Linked DNA regions of Mus musculus: region 1 is linked to region 2. A link is a contact called in public promoter capture Hi-C data. All regions are on one chromosome and are shown on one strand. The core of a region is the stretch at or near the end of the contact, and the rest is flanking DNA. Distances in the headings are between cores, read along the strand shown. Region 1 holds the start of Six6 (sine oculis-related homeobox 6). Region 2 has its middle 10 kb from the start of Gm40441.

Evidence for each region. Promoter capture Hi-C pulls out the DNA fragments that hold promoters and counts their contacts.
Region 1: a promoter capture Hi-C map of second pharyngeal arch cranial neural crest shows a contact between it and region 2, with 4 times the contacts expected there. The contact joins the promoter of Six6 here to the enhancer-like site in region 2. A contact is called at or near these places in 15 of 39 promoter capture datasets (the 3T3-L1 cell line, the C10 cell line, cranial neural crest and 8 more), 14 of 484 Hi-C or Micro-C datasets (the P5424 cell line, colorectal tumor organoids, cortical neurons and 6 more), 18 of 115 datasets of contacts at active chromatin or transcription factors (DN3 thymocytes, bone marrow-derived macrophages, craniofacial prominence and 9 more) and 2 of 9 other capture datasets (adipose tissue and macrophages).

The regions. Positions count from the first base shown.
Region 1 is chr12:72,938,545-72,941,244 of GRCm38.p6, forward strand. Six6 (sine oculis-related homeobox 6) reads left to right here and starts at 1,338. Exons shown (of 2, transcript NM_011384.5): 1 at 1,338-2,083. The coding sequence starts at 1,512.
Region 2 is chr12:72,853,159-72,855,858 of GRCm38.p6, forward strand. No RefSeq gene overlaps it. Among named protein-coding and RNA genes, the nearest start is that of Gm40441, 10 kb to the left of the region's middle. Within about 2 kb of position 1,358, at least 18 of the 459 cell types and tissues checked have an H3K27ac peak or open chromatin away from gene starts, as enhancers often do. A contact at or near this core is called in craniofacial prominence, embryonic stem cells and second pharyngeal arch cranial neural crest, where this site is marked.

The DNA.
Region 1 (2,700 bases), core at 88-2,587, 85 kb after region 2:
TCTGATTTTTTTTGGGGGGGGGGCGGGGGGGGGCACCTATACCCAGTGTTTCCTTTCTACCAACTAATAAGCCCCGTCCATGGCTACATGAGATCGTGGTTTCCTCGACGGAAGCCCCAGAAAGCGGTATGATGTGGATGTCAATTGGGAATCAATAAATGTTGCCAATTCAATCTATTGGCCAGAAGGCAGAGTGCCAAAAAAGGCCCATGCTCTCTGCAGGAGGGGTCAGTGACCCGTGGCTCTGACCAATCTACCTTGCCACCTTAACTGCACGGCATTGTGGGATGCAGCCTGCACTTTATCTTGCTGGCACTTCTGATCTAAAAAAAAAAAAAAAAAAAAAAAAAAAAAAAAAAAAAAAAAAAAAAAAACCACACGGTTTCTATGTCCGCCCCAGGAGTTGTAAGTTCTAGACAGAGGCAAAATCAGCCTGCCATGAGAGAATCAAATCTGTTTTTAAAGGATCTTTGAAGTAGGCTTTTAAGTTGCTGTCTTGACCTAAGAATGGCTTCTCACTCTAGATGTGGCTGCTGCCCATTTGTTCAAGTCCACTGAACTGGAGAGAGGGGGTCTATGAAGGATAACTTTATTTAGTCAGAAGCCCCTACAGCTTGCATTTCTTGGAGTTAGACTCCGTGATTAGCACCTAGTTGTCAAATGGTGTGTGTGTGTGTGTGTGTGTCTGTGTGTGTCTGTGTGTGTCTGTGTGTCCTTGCCGCCATATAAAACAGTTCCAGGGACCTTTGAAGGGAGCAAAGTTAGAGTCCAAACTGACCTCTACTACAGATCTGTGGTTCTGTTCCTTCTGTTCCCGGCTTGCTTCCTATGCAGCTGGAAATGGTAAGCGGCAGACAGGCAGGAATGGGTGCCTGGGGAAAAAAAAAATGAGAGGATCCACTTCCCCTCCCTGTCCCTTTGGTGCATGCTCTTCCCGGGGGTGGGGGGTTGTCGCTTCCCTATGTTTAAACTTTCTCAAAGGGTTTGTTTCTCCCAGTCCTCTTTTGTCCTCTGGAGTCCTTTCGACCCCGGCATAGCATCGCTCCCAAAGTGAATTCCTGCAGCATCCTACCTCTCTGGTGGGAAAACAAGAGGGAGGGGCTGGACAGGGGGAGCCCGGAGGGTGAGACGCTGCGGATTTCGTGTGCGTTCCAGCCACTCCTACCTCTTTTTTCATTCTTCAGGTTCAGCAGTCTCCCCGGCAAACCGTGGGCGCTGTCGATTCTGGGGAGGTGCTGAAACGACCGGGGCGCTCTAGTCGCAGCCTTGATTGGCAGAGCAGCCTAGTGACTGACAGGGGGTCTCCATGGCGCCCGCGTCTCCAATCCGCCCACCCCAGTAGCGGCACGGTCTAGCTGGCTGGCTTTTCCTAGCTGAGCAAGCGCAGCCGAACCCAACCCACAGCTCTTCCAGGCGGGAAGGCTCCCCCCGACTCTGTAACCCCCAGCCGCACCCCGCTCGGCCCGCGGGCATCTGCTGCGTGTCCCACCCGGGGCGCCCGCGCAGCCTCGATGTTCCAGCTGCCCATTTTGAATTTCAGCCCCCAGCAAGTAGCCGGGGTATGTGAGACCCTGGAGGAAAGCGGCGACGTGGAGCGCCTAGGTCGCTTCCTATGGTCGCTGCCCGTGGCCCCAGCAGCTTGTGAAGCCCTTAACAAGAATGAGTCGGTGCTGCGAGCGAGAGCCATCGTGGCTTTCCACGGTGGCAACTACCGCGAGCTTTATCATATCCTGGAAAATCATAAGTTTACTAAGGAATCGCACGCCAAGCTGCAGGCGCTGTGGCTCGAAGCGCATTACCAGGAGGCAGAGAAGCTGCGTGGACGGCCCCTAGGGCCAGTAGACAAGTACCGAGTAAGGAAGAAGTTCCCGCTGCCGCGGACCATTTGGGATGGCGAACAGAAGACTCACTGCTTCAAGGAGCGCACGCGGCACCTGCTTCGAGAGTGGTACCTTCAGGACCCATATCCCAACCCCAGCAAAAAGCGAGAGCTCGCCCAGGCAACCGGACTGACCCCCACACAGGTGGGCAACTGGTTCAAAAACCGCAGACAAAGAGACCGGGCAGCTGCAGCCAAAAACAGGTCAGTACCAGCAGGCCTCTAGGCTTGGTGCACACCGGGATGGGGCGGGAGGAGGCATTCTTGGCCCTTACCTGGTGTCCAGGGACCCAAATTCAAAGGGAGCTGGGAATGCAGTCTGTCTTGGGTTTATGAGCCCACTGTGTTCTAGATTCCTATGCAGGCTCCTGGTTCCCCACCGTCCCCCCCCCCTGGTTCTTGGGGTTTTGGGGGTCACTGCAGCAGCTGATGTGGGTCACCAAACTAAAATGTCGCTGTAGTTAGGGAAACGGGGGCGGAGGGAGGGAGAAAGATTAAAAGCCCAGGATCAATCAGAAATCCAGAGGCCCAAAGCTAATTTTTACTAGCATGGACCCAGGCTCTCATCAAGTGAAGCCTATTTAGTTAGCTCTATTTTTAAATCCCGGCTGCATCCTTCCCTGATGCTCTGAAAAAGGTTTCAGTTTTCAGAGAGTCTCAGATTCTAAGAGGCAGAAAGACGTGTTTCCTCATGACAACTATCCTGTCTCCACCCAGCAAGCTAGTCGGCCTATGCTTTTCATTCGCCAGCTTTTGGAGCTTGCAACTCAGGCCCAAACTCTTCAAGCATCCTCTAGCCTCAGGCATGACCCATAGGGAGA
Region 2 (2,700 bases), core at 108-2,607:
CTGAGGCCGCTGTCTGCCACTTGAAGCACTATGGCTTTCTCTTTTAAGAATGCTGTGGCGTTCTCTCAGCTAAGGGTTTCCCTCTCTCCGAGACAGTCACTAACCACATTTTCTTTAGGTAAGGGGCTGGCTGGCTTATTGTCTTCCTTTTTGCAGAAATATGGAGCAAACACTTCTCCCATCAGACTGCACGTGACGCTAGGCCAGCAGTTCTCAACAAGTGGATTGTGACCCCCAGATACCCTGCATATCATATATTTATTTACATTATGATTCATAACAGTGGCAACATTTCAGTTATGAAACAGCAATGAAAATAATGTTAAGGCTGGAGGTCACTATAACTTGAGAAATGGTATTAAAGGGTCTCAGCATGAAGAAGGTTGAGAACCGATGCTCTGGGTGGCTGTTCTCCCAGTCCCCACAGCAGTTTCTATACAAACACTCCACTCCTGTTTGTCTTTGAAGGACCATCTATGTTCCATGCTTGCATCCTTGGCCTCTAGAATGGAGACTGGCAGCAGAGGAGTGTTGAATGCAGGTGCCCTCAGAGTGCTCACTTGTTTATGAAAGTCGCTTTGCCCGAAAAAAATCCTTGAAATAGGAAATATGACTGTCTCCCAATTAAGCATAATTTCCACGTTATTTCAGAATTGATAGGTCTATTGGTATGGCTACAACCAGGCTGCTGTTCTTCTGTGCCAGCCTCACAAAGAGCCCGCCCAACCCCATCCTTTTGATGGGAAATCACCCGTTAGCTTCGCGGCTTCCAGACAGAGACTATTTTTACTTTCTCGTGGTTCTTGCTTCTTCTCAGCCAGGTGAAAATTTTAACGGGTGTTTAAAAGCCACGCGTTTTAAATGCCGGCTGAGTTTTGTCCAGCAATGTACAGTCTCCCCACAGAGGACACAATCAAGAAATCCAATTTCCCATCCAGTTCCGTCCAGTTGTTGTGCAAATCAATGAGCATGCAAAGCCAGCAAACTCGACAGCACCGCTGAATAGAAGTTTTCCTGTTTACCTTCTTAGCACTTGTTTAAGTTCTAAGGAGAGAGACCTGGCCATTTTGTTACAGAATGGGCGTTTTCAATGCAAAGGGGGGAGGGAAAAAATCACAGTTTTGAGTTTTTACAATGTTTGCCCCTTTTCCCAGCAGGGATATGTTTTGAGTGCTCGGAGACAAAAAGTGTGGCCTCAACAAGCAGAATTTTAAAAAAGAACATCATTTTCATTATGTAGTCAATCTCAATTACAAGCAAATGTTTTCTCTGTGGAGACTCTTCTCCTTTCAGGGCATTATGTGAGCCTCTTTTGTGGATTGAGAGAAAGGATCAGTGGTCAATAGCGAGCAGAGTGCGGTGTTCACTGGAGTTTTGTATCCCTCCGTCTCCTACATAATGCGTTTTGTCAGGAGAACAGCCCGCCACCCTGAGCAGATTTGCCGAATTAAAGAGCGCAGCGGGGAAAGGAAACTTGTTGCTAGGTGACTGACCGCCTCTGCTTGGCGGGTCTGGGCCGAAGGTGACTCTGCTTTTCTTCCACTACTTAATCTTGCCTTTTAATCTGCATCTACAATTAACTCTGTTAATGCCACACACCCATTTGTTTCTGCACTTCAGGCAACCGATTTATCATTATTTAGTCTTTACGCTCAAATAACAAAACTATTTTCCCTCCATTAGGGTCACACGAGGCGCAACATTCTGCGGTGCAACAGGGAGATGAAGTCGGCCCAGTCGCTATTGCCTCACTTCCTGTGAGGGTTTCAGGGGTTCTTTTGCTAATCTGAACAACAACAACAACAAAAAACCAGATCCTGAGAAAATACGCTTGCTTTTCATTAACTCTGCTGTTTGCAAGTGCTGAAGTAATTGAAGTGTTCTTGGTGACTTTAAATTCCTCTTAGTGGCATATATCAACATTAAAAAAATGCTCCCCCCCCTCCTTAGAGGCTCATATAATTGTTCAGCCTAAAACAAATGCATCCCTTACAATATCTGTGCGAGGCATATCCTCTGTGATCGTCTTTAGCTGAACTTGGATGCAGATGAGTAGAGAGCATGCAAAAAAAACCGATTCAAGTCGCATCCAGGGCAGCTCGGTCTTAGCGAATACTCTTTCAGAGGGAGAGCTAAAGTGGCTTCGGGTCTGGGCTCACTTCTGACACTACTCCTGACTAAATGGCTCCATACCTGGCTATCTGACCTTCCTGGACATTGTGTGTGCTAAGGCATAATTTAAGAACCTTATTAACCGTTCTATATCTATACAGTCAATTATGTGATTAAAAGACGTCATCTGGAGGCAAACTCACATTGGATGCATTCAAATCTCACCCATACCACTTATGGATTGCTTGACCCGAGGTAATTTAATCTCCCTTTGGTCTCTTCATCATTAAAACAGAGATAATGGTATCTGTCTTGTTGTGGTTTTTGTGCCTCATGTAAGATTAAATGACCTAACATATGCAGAGCAGTTACAATTAGTCTTTATCAGTTGTTCTATTGACAGCACAATGAAGTCATCACTGCTGCGAGCTAAAGCCAACCTGTGTGCCCTCAGGGGTTTGTAAATATGTAGCCTCTTGTAGGGACTTTAGTTTTGCAGATTCTATCTGGTAACTTTGCCAAAGACAGGGTAAGGACACTTTCCCCCTCCCCCAAGAGTGTATATTTTGTACGCTCTGTAGGGTTATA